2 separate regions of the Mus musculus genome follow, and region 1 is linked to region 2. A link is a contact called in public HiChIP or PLAC-seq data. All regions are on one chromosome and are shown on one strand. Each heading gives the region's core, a stretch centred on a gene start, on an enhancer-like site or on the middle of the called end of the contact. The rest is flanking DNA. Distances are from core to core; before and after follow the strand shown. Region 1 holds the start of Cacna1g (calcium channel, voltage-dependent, T type, alpha 1G subunit). Region 2 overlaps Cacna1g (calcium channel, voltage-dependent, T type, alpha 1G subunit).

Region 1 (5,104 bases), core at 364-2,863, 33 kb after region 2:
GGTGGGGAGGGCGCTGGCCGCATTGGGCTCTCTCTGAAAGGGGCTCCAGTCCAGCTCTGGGGGCAGACAGCTCCCCCTTCACCACATCTTGTTCTCATTCTGCACCCCTGACATCAGCCGCCGCCGAAATCTCCTTGTTGTGCCTCCAACCCGCGGATTGGGAGGGTGTTGGGGGGACAGGACCTGCCCCCACCCCCCGTTTCCCGCTAGGTCAGTAAAAACCTCAGCCTTCAGGACTACTAGATCGGGGGACTGGACCCTAGAATCCGCCGCAAACTTTGGGGCGGGGGCATAAGGAAACCCCAGGAGATTGCGGTCTCCCCTCCTCCGTCCCCGCAGCTTCCTCTCCACCCCTGCCCCCAAACTCGAAAACCAAACCCAGCTCGCTAACCCGCGGCTGGCGGGCTGGCGGAGTAGAAAGCCCAGGCTCCTGAAGCTGCCCACATCTGGAGGATGACGACCCTCCTCTGCCCACATCTGTAGAGCATCCAGATGCTTACCAGAGGGTCACCTCTCCTCTCTTTTCCTAGCTTGGATTTCAACCCTCCACCCCTCACCCCCGCCCAAGGAAGGCTGAGGTGTGTGTATTCGGAGGTGGGGCTCGTCTGGGGTACCCACCAGTCTCCGCTTCTACTCGGACGCCCCCTCCCCTCCTTAACAGTCCCCCACTCAACTGTTCACAGTCCAGGCTCACTTCTCCAACTCACCTGGCTTACGGTCCCCTCTGGCAACACGGCCCGCCCTCCTGTGGACCCCCCTAGTCCGGCCCATCGCTGTGCCCCGAAGGATATGGGTTACAGACCGTGCGGAGACACCAGCTCCGCGGGCGGCTGTCCTGGCTCAAGTAGAAGAAAACCACCGGGGCCAGCGCCGGGTAGGGCAGCCCCTCCGCCTCGGAGTCCGCGCTGCCCGGGTCCTTTTCCGTCGACCCCGGCCCCTGCCGGCCCCCGGCCCCAGACAGGTCGTTGAGCTGCGTGAAGCTCCGGGGCTGTCCCGACTCCTCGGCGCCCGCTCCATCCTCTTCCTCATCCATCCTCTGGCCAGCTGGGGTCCCGGGGGTCCGAAGAGGGGCGATCGGAGCCCCTCCGAGGAGGTGTCCTCACACAACCGGGGGACCCCGGTGGGGGAGCATGTGGGGGGCTCTAGAGAGCTTGCTGAGCCCCCAGGAGGGCCAGTTCAGCTCAGCTCCCCCTGCCCTCAGGGGCATGCTGCCCGCGGGGCGCCGGGTCCCAGGGAAGCCCCGCCTGGCGAGAGTCCCGCTTCCCCTGGGTTCCCGGGGGCTCCCCGACTAGCCGGCCGGCTTCCCCTCACTTTGTTCCGGCTTCTTCCCTTCGCGCCCAGGCTCCGGTTGCCCGAATGGGCGCTACCTTCGGTGAAGCAGCCCCCGAGAGGAGGAGGAAAAAAGGGGCCACCCGGTGAAGGGCGGGGGTCCGGGGAGGGGCGCCCCCTCTTCCCTCGGCGCAGCTGGAGCAGGATCTAAGGGGTCAGCATCGTCCCGGCTCCACGCCAGAGACGGCGGGGGGAGGGGGAGGGGAGGAGGGATCTCTTTGGGGGTGGGTTTGGAGGGGGTGGGGGCTGGCTCCTTCCTCCGCCCCGCGGCGGGCTAGAGGACCGGGAGGGGCGGGGAGACCGTGGGGGGCCGTCCCGGGCGGGGGTGGAGGCGGAGATGTCGCTGCCGCCGCCGTGGCTGCCGTTGCCGTAGCTGTCGCCGGCGCCACTGCCTCCTCCTCCGGCCGAGACGCGGAGGGAGAGAACGAGAGAAAGCGGCGGCGAGGAGCCCGGCGCACACCACAGCTGGATCCCTCACTCCAACTTCAAGCCTCGGCCCCGCCTTTCCCCAGCCAATCTCACAGCCAATCGCCGTGCGTCACCGGTCCAGAACCGCCCTTCCATTGGTCAGCCGCCGTGCCAGTGCGGGAGGGGGTACAGGGGGAGAGCCACAGCTGGAATCCGGTTCCCACCCCAAAACCACGACCGCCTTTCTACCCTCCTCTTGCCCCCGGGTTCGCTCCCGAAGGCTGGGGCCAATCAGACGACTGTCCAGACCGAACCCACTTTTCTATTGGCCTCTTGGGTCTTTGGGACTCCCCTGGGAGGGAGCCTCGAGAAATCAAAGTATTTGGCATCTGGTCCTAGGGTAGCCCTACGAGCCTCTGACATCTTTTGTCCAGGACCCCGAAATTGGACAGCAGCCAGAAGTCAGAACTTAGGTCTAAGCAGAACTGAAAAAGAAGGGAGACAGGAATCACAGGAGTTAGGGGTGTTACCGGGATCCCACAGCTAAATCTGACTCTTCACCTGGTTAATAACCCATCCTCTGCTTGAACCTGGGGGTCAGACTGGGGAGAAGGAAGAAGAGTCTGGTGTTTCAGGCTGGAAGGGGTCTGTTTGGGAAAAATAGGCGTAGCTAGAAAGGTAGAAGTAGGCGTGGTCTGGAAATGTTTCCCACCAGCCTCTTTGCTGGTCCAGAACCCCGGTCCACTTCTAAGATGTTGACCCTGGCCTAACCCCAACCCGCAGGTCTTCTCACTGATGCTCTGAGCGTCATCTCCTGCTTCTAGTGCTCTCTGAAGGTTGGAGACTCCTTTCAGGGGCTTCCTGCTGGAAAAGCATAGCTTCCAGGCGTGGCACCAAGACTGTAGAGCCTGGATCACCTGCAGCCCCGAAGTGGGAACAGCCTGCTAAGGCCATTGTGGGCCTCGCATGTTGTAAGGAATGATACCTAGAGCTGAGCTTTAACAACTTCATCCTGCAAAATTCTACTTCCTGCCTCAGTTTCTCCCCTTGATTCCAGTATAGCTTAAGAGAAGTGTCTGAGAGATGAATGCTTCCTGGAGTTACTTTTCTCCACCACTGGACTGGGAGAGGTGCTGGCGCTGTGCTTCACAGGCATGTACACGCAAATGGAGACCCGGGCTTTTGCCCAGCTTCATCTCCCTATGTTCAGGGGCTCAGTCGATTCTATCTCTCTCACAGCCTCCAAAGGGCTGTGGGTACCAGAGAAACAAGCACCACCGGAATTCTGAACGTGATGGGGAGTGGGGGAGGGGGGAAGCGTTTATGTTAGATGCAGGGAAAACATCTTTACAATCTGCGTAGGATCTTTACGATGGAAACGACAGGATCTGTAGTCCTGGTAGACTCCGGAATGGCACAAGCCACTGCGGGAAGGCTGAGGAATGAATGGACTGGATCACCTCCTGCAGCCCCTGATTCGCAGGCGTTCTTCCCTGACAAAGTTGAGCCACCCACACATCCTCCAGAGGCCTCCTGGCACCATGACATGGGTTTGGGGCCGTGTCAGCTCCCACTCCGGCCAGTTGCCAAGATGGGGTGAAGAGGGCAGAGCTTGCTGCGGCGCTGTCACCTTCCTGGTTGCCCTTTTGCCAAATCCCAGCATTGAGTTGTGCAAATGAGGCCAGGCCTATTTGCATTTCATGCTAATGAGCACATCCCCTAAGTGCCTGTTTCTCCTGGAGGGAGTCTCTGCTCTCATTCTGCGTGTGAGGCGCCAATCTTGAACTCGGAGCCCTCTTCTGGGATAGAGGAACTATTTATGGCTTGCTTTTAGAGCCTGACATCTTTTCTCCCTCCTGGTTATCCTCAGTCTAGTAGGTGGGCTTGCCCTTTTGACCACCGTATCTTGAAGCCTTAGGGTTTGGCATCCAGAGGTGGGAATTCTCATAACCCAGTCTCTAAAGCAGAGAGCTAGATGAGAACAGAGGCTTGCCCAGCCTCACAGTTCTCCAGTGGTCAGAGGCTCCACCTCTTCATCCTCAGGCTGCCCTTTTCTGGAACATACCAAGAAAAGAGACAAGCAGGCACCAGCTGGAGAAATTGAGACCTACTTCCCTGAGTTTGCAACCTGAGGAAGATCTGCCATCTAGGACAGCATAGGGCATCAGGGGACCCTATCTGCTACCTGAGTGGGGGAAGGGAGGACAAAGGCACTAGAAGATGGGAAGCTCTGCACTCTAGTGCTCCAAGGCTCAGTTCTGGCACCACCCCTTCCTACTGGCTTCCTTTCTGGAGGTCTTTAGTACTGAACCAGTCCAAGGTAGGAAACCTCACAGTACCAAGCCTGGACAGGGATGATGGGTGGAGATCTCTCTCTTTCTCTCTCTCTCTCTCTCTCTCTCTCTCTCTCTCTCTCTCTCTCTCTCTCCCTATGCTGTGTTCCCTGTGGCATGTCCTAGCCTAGTGTTTGATACATAGTGGGCACTTGGTTAAAAAAAAAAAAAGTATTTCAAACCAGGAAGTGGGAGATGGAGGGGAAAATCCTTTATTTGTGCCTCTGTTTATCCACCAAGTTAGACCTATGTGGTCCAAACTTTCTTCCAAGTTTGCTAGAGTATCTCATATGTGCCTTGCTTAGCAAGCCCCTCCAGGACCCTGCAGCTTTGTGGCCTTTGTCCCTCCCGTGCTGGTCCCCTTAAGAACAAAATAGATCACCCATCTGTGGTGCTCTTTACTTGGGGTGCTGCAACCATTCCATTTGGTCACCCCATATCTCTGGGCATTGAAACTGCCATTTCTCAGTTAAGGAATCTAGAGTTCAGGGAAACGAAATGATAAATACCTCCCAAATCAAGAAGCTATGAGCATTGTGACCCTAAGCCCTAGCTGCCTCAATACGGTCCTGCTGACAGAAGAGGGGGCATAGAAGAGGAGGGTAAAGTGGCACTTGCCAAGAGGAAGAGACATTGTGGGATTTTAAAATCAACTCCATATCCAGTAAGGATCATGTTCAGCCTATAAGTTGGAAAGCCCAGCCTTCCTGGGAGAATTCCTTCCTCTGAAACTATTTACAAGATGCCACTGCCCTGTTCCTGCCTGATAGCAGAGGGGAAAGGAGAGACGCAAAAGGCAGGGAAGTGGAGGAAAACACCAGATGCACACTCCTTCATAGCCATGCCTCCACCTCCTGGCAAGAAACAGTCTCAGTGATCTTTGTTGTCATTCTGAAGACCCTAGGGAGAAACTGGTATGCTCAGGGGTGTCAGGCTAAACTCCTACCAACTCTGTCCCTCCAACAGCCATCCCTAGAAGGCTAAAGGTTCCTGCTTTACCATCTCATTCATGAGGGTCGGTGGGACCACAGAGG
Region 2 (5,166 bases), core at 102-2,601:
AGGATCGAGTCTTCCGGTAGTCCTTGTAAGAGTGGTCACTGTGCTTCTCTGTGGGACTAGGAATCACAACCATGGCCTTGACTGTGCCCAGCAAGTGTCCTACCATTGAATTCCATCCACAGCCCTTGCCTTTTTGAGACAGGGTCTTACTCCATGGCTCAGACTAGAATGGAACGCATGATTCTCTTGCCTCTGCCCTTTAAGCACTGGAGTTATAGGTGTGTGCCACCATACCCAGCCTTAAACCGCTTATGGCCAGAGCTCACTCCCTTGCAAAGTGGAAGATGGCATCGTTACAGGCATCTTCCAGGGCAGGCACCTGAGGTCAGAGAAGTTAATGCCACTGCCCCACACGGTGCAGAGTCAGTGACAGTGGGCTGTGCCCTACTTCTCCAGCTGAGAACGTAACCTCCCTTCTCTCTCTGCTCTGAGGCATTTGTGTGGGAATGGACAGCAAGGGTAAGGGATGGTAGAGAGGACAGCAAGGAGAAGTGGATAAAGGTGGGCACAGGGCCTTGATGAGGAATGAAGTCATGCCTCGTCATCAATTCTAATCCTCTCAGCCCAAGTCCTTTCAAGTCAGAGTGGATGCATAGGCCCAGAGTCAGATGCGATGTGACAAGCAGCAGTGGGAGCGCGGCCATGATGTTGTTTAGTATCAATTAATGGCTACACACAGGGCCTGCTGCTTCCTCATCTAATTAAGCGCACGGATGACAAATATACAGGAATTCAAGGCACTACCCCCTGGGAGTCAGGAAATCAACAGCCAAGCAGGTTCTGCCCTGAAACCACCCCCTACCCACTCTGGGTAGGAGGTTGAGGCCAGCAGGAGATCTATCCCTTGAGGTCTCCTGCTAGACTCCCTCAAAACAGGACAGCTACTTCTTCCAGTGAGGCAGGTCGTTCATAGATACAAAACAGTATTTCAGGCCATCACAACCCCCAAACCGGACCATGGGGTTTACTGAAACCCCACAGTGGTAAGGACAGGTGGCTAATGATACCCCACATGGGACAGTGGAGTTGGTCCAACCCCTCAGGACCACAGCTTCACCCCACCCATGGAGGAGGTCTAACCTCAAAATCCTTTCTCTATCGCACACCATACCTAAAGCAATCCGCCCCTTGAAGGGCACCAGGCCCTAGGTGACACTCTCCAGCAAGGACACTTACACTATAAAGGGTTAGGAAGGGATCTCCTGCAAGGCCCTTGTCAATCCTTCCCATGCTGGGAAAGCTCTCAGGCCCCCAGCAGGGCCAGGGTGACCAGGCCAGACGTCAGGGCCTGGCAGCTCTGTTCCCACACTCAGACATTGCTGCTGCCTAGCAACCAGGCCAGCTCAGCAGCACTCAATTTAACAAGGTGTTTGTGAAAGCCGGTTAGTGGCGAAGGGGCTCCCTACACTGGACACCCCTAGGTCCACCATGGTGGATAGAGAAGAGATTATAGGCTCAGGAGCTTTCTGCTTCCCTCGGGAACTTATTTATCGTTTATTTTTGCCTGAGAGTAAACTCGGCCGTCACCAGTTGCCTTTGGGAGAGCCTGAAGAGACCCCATCCCCACTCAACCCTCACTTCAGCAGGCAGCTGGCAGCTACCTGCCAATCATGAGGCTCTTGGGAAAATCCTCTGGCACCTCTCAACTCTTAGGGTCCAAGGAAAACCCCAAAAAGGTGTCCTATTGTAAGGTGAGTGCCATTGAGAGAGTCCCACCCATCCCTAAAGCCTCCCCCAGGCATGCACTTCAGGCTGTCATGGCTGCCACCCAGCAGGGAGGAAATGTGATAATGGATAACTATACAATTAAAATGGAAGCTGAGAGAGGCCAGTGCGGGGCATATTCTTCTGTAGCCACTAGTGCCCAACAACCCCCCCTCCCCCCTCAGCCCAACCCGGCCCAGGGGGAACAGCCCTCCCTTGCAAGGCTGGGAAAGAGTCGGAAAATAGATTTTTGTTTTTCCACCGTGTGCTGGGTATTTATAGACAAGGCCGCAGCGGGAGTTTCCATCCGGGTCACCTAGCGAGAACTGGACCAAGAGCTTCTCTGGGCCCAACCTGGTGCATTTCTAGGTTGGGTCAACCTGCCCTGTTTGAGATGCTGGGATGACGGGAGCTTGGGTGGGAAGGCAGGCAGAGCTGAAGGAGAAGGAGGTAGGATTTGGGGACAGAAAGTGTGCCCTGGCACAGCCGGGGCAGGATCAATGTAAATCAATATTAATTGATGACGCTGCCGGTGACGGAGGTGATGGAGTCTGGGCTGGAAATAGGACTCTCATCTCTGCCATGCTTGCAGCTAATTGGGCTCATTTCTCACCCTGGGCAGCTCAGCCCTGCCTGGGGCCCTGGTGGCATCTTCATCGGCTCAGCCTGCTCTCAGATGACTTGCGCACAAACCTCCCACACCCCTCAGCCCAGATGGGTCCTCCCCAGATGTCCCATAAAAACCCATGCTCTAGGGTCCAGCTACATAGGTCCTCAAATTTGACTTGCCTTTCTGGGAAAGGGCCCAGCTGACTGAAAGAGAATCTTATAAGTTGCCAACTTATAACCCATACAGCTTCCTCAGCCCGGATGGCAGGTTTTATGAGACGGAGCACCTCCCACCTGAGGCCCACCCTGGCTTCGTCCAGTGGTTACTGCCTACAAGATCTTTCAGGCCTCATAATCAGCAGTGGAGGGAAGAAGAAGCAGGCATCCCTCAGTAGGGTGAGATAGACAGGGCAGGGGGTTACCTCTGCCTGGAAACCCTCCACGAGAATGGCGACAAGCAGGTTAAAGAGCACGTAGTTGCCAAAAGTCATGAGGGCGATGAAGTAAAGAGCAGCCCAAGATGACGTGGAGGCCATGCCGTTGTAAAGGACTTTATTCCAGTCTTCCTGAGTCAGAATCTGCAGGCAGGGGACAGGAGTCAGGACTCGACTGGACACCCAACTTCCCCGACTCACCCCTGCCCTGTGACCCTCAAACCTGAAAGACAGTGACAATGGCCCAGAGCAGGGAGTCAAAATTCTTCCGGTCTGGCAACGTGTCCCCATCCCGTTCAGATGCGAACTTGCAACCAAAAAGGTGCATGCCCAGGATGCTGGAGATGCAGGGAGTCGCAGACAGGGTCAGGGTGGGTCCTGGGATCCTGCCCCTTGCCCCACCCCACCCCTGGCCAGCCTTGTGCTCGCTCACCTGAAGATGAAGATGAAGAGCATGAGCAGCATGCAGAAGGTGGCCACGTTGTCCATGGTCTTCATGAGCACCACGAGCTGCCGCTGCAGTGCCGGCAGGAAGCGAACTAGCTTCAGCACCCGCATCAGGCGGAAGGTCCGCAGCACCGACAGGCCACCTCCCTGCTGGCCCACAATCTCCCACACGCTGTGGGAGGCAGGCAGCCTGAGTCCCTGCGCCCGTTACCCCTGACTTCCCTTTCTGAGGACCCATTGGTGACATCTGAGACTCAGCTGCCCTGCCCTGCCCAGCTCAGAGAAGAGTCTGCACAGCCCTTCTGGCTTCAAGGGGGCTGAAAATCCCGGTGACAGACAGCTCCAGCTCTCTTGACCCTCCACTCCCCACCAGAGATCATCACATCCTGGCAGCAGGCAGTCCTCTCCCTAAATCCTGCCATAGCTAGAGCATCAAGTTATAGAATATTTGCTTTGTTCTCTTCTAATGAAATCTAAAGCCAATTCCAGAAACCAATAAAGGAGTTCTGGCCCTGGGCCGGGATGGGGGGGTGAGTGGGGGGGAGGGGATGGAATTCTTTCCAGGTTGTGGAAACCCTAAAGTAAGTTGCTGGGCGTCTGAGTCGGTTTCCAATCGCTTTGCAAGAGGGGAAGCTGTCTGTACCTCTTCCTCCGACTCCACTTGAGAGCCAGCTTTCCAACCCTCATCCACCCCAGGCCTGGGTAGGGTCGAGGACAAGAGAAAAAGCAGGCAGAAAAGGGGCACAGGCTCTAGGAGAGCAAGGTGAGGCCCAGAGAGAAGGTCAAAGCCATCCCTGCTGGCCCTCTTTCAGACAGAAGCAGAGAGGGGCAGTCATACCTGATGACCACAATGACGCCATCAAAGATGTTGTAGGGATTCTTAATGTAGCCGAAGGGACCGTAGACGAGCAGCTTCAGCAGCATCTCCAAGGCGAAGAGGCTGGTGAAGACGATGTTGCTGATTTCCAGGGCGTTGGTGAGCTCCTCGGGCTAAAGGGTAATCAGGTATGTAACAGCAGACTCACCCCCAAGCCCCACATCCCAGACATCCTGAACATGGGGCCCCAGGGAGAGGAGGTGCAGAAATGGCAACCTTAGGGAGTATCTAGGAAGAAAGGCATTCAAATACAGCCATCCTGGGAAAGGGACACATGGACCCCAAGGCTGGATCTCAGATCCCGAGACGATGGATTTCTTTAGGGGTGGCTGTGTAAATTCTGCTGTCTCTCCTGGGAGGTCTAAGACTTTCCAGTCCCTGTACTGAGGCCCAGGCCACCAAGCTAAATGACATCAGAGGGCTATAGCCAAAGCTCAACACACACACCCAGCCCTGTAGCTCCACATAGCCATACAGATCGCTCCACAGCTACTCCGTGTGCCTGACAGCCCACTTCAAACGTCAGAGGCTATGCGTGTTTCCTCGCAGACACACTGCAAGTGTGCGCACATATGGGCACATATGTGTTAATAAGCAGGAGGGCGGGCCCCAGAATGAGGATGCATCTGCAGCTTGTGCCTGATGGTATCTGAACTAATCCTCAGCCCGTCCTGTCACTCTGCCACTCTGTGACCTTCAGTAAGATTCCCAACTTCTCTGGCCAACTGTAAAACACCGGAGGTAATTCCTTTTATGTTCCTACCCAAGGTCTGGGATGGGAGCAGGGATGCATCCTAGCGAGGCCCTCGGAAGAACAGATGACAAAAGCCATCTCATCTGTCTGTTCCAGCTCACTAGTCTCCTTCCCTCCAGTACAAAGTGCCTGCTGTATGCCTAGCAATGTACCGGGCATTGAAAGAGCTGCAGAAACACGCCTCCCAAGAGCCCTGTGTCTAACTAGAAACAAGTTGTATACTTACTAAACAGCTGAATAACCACAAGGGACCTTAGAACCTGCCTTGGTGCCAAAATAAATGATCCAGACAGAAAATGTGGAAGTTCAGGACAAGAAGATGCGGGGGGTGGGGGTGGGGT

Evidence for each region. HiChIP or PLAC-seq counts read pairs in DNA pulled down with a chosen protein or histone mark.
Region 1: a contact with region 2 is called in an H3K4me3 HiChIP or PLAC-seq map of embryonic limb bud, with 2.7 times the contacts expected there. The contact joins the promoter of Cacna1g here to the enhancer-like site in region 2. A contact is called at or near these places in 3 of 39 promoter capture datasets (the 3T3-L1 cell line, embryonic stem cells and macrophages), 9 of 484 Hi-C or Micro-C datasets (the G1E-ER4 cell line, the HL-1 cell line, the NIH/3T3 cell line and 6 more), 12 of 115 datasets of contacts at active chromatin or transcription factors (craniofacial prominence, double positive thymocytes, embryonic forebrain and 7 more) and 3 of 9 other capture datasets (adipose tissue, macrophages and pancreatic islet).

What each region holds. Positions count from the first base shown.
Region 1 is chr11:94,472,585-94,477,688 of GRCm38.p6, forward strand. It overlaps Cacna1g (calcium channel, voltage-dependent, T type, alpha 1G subunit), which reads right to left and starts at 1,614. Exons shown (of 35, transcript NM_001177888.1): 1 at 792-1,614. The coding sequence starts at 1,033.
Region 2 is chr11:94,439,995-94,445,160 of GRCm38.p6, forward strand. It overlaps Cacna1g (calcium channel, voltage-dependent, T type, alpha 1G subunit), which reads right to left. Exons shown (of 35, transcript NM_001177888.1): 10 at 4,033-4,184; 11 at 3,181-3,366; 12 at 2,971-3,085; 13 at 2,736-2,891. Among named protein-coding and RNA genes, the nearest start is that of Gm51872, 8.0 kb to the left of the region's middle. Within about 2 kb of position 1,352, at least 18 of the 459 cell types and tissues checked have an H3K27ac peak or open chromatin away from gene starts, as enhancers often do. A contact at or near this core is called in heart atrium and pancreatic islet, where this site is marked.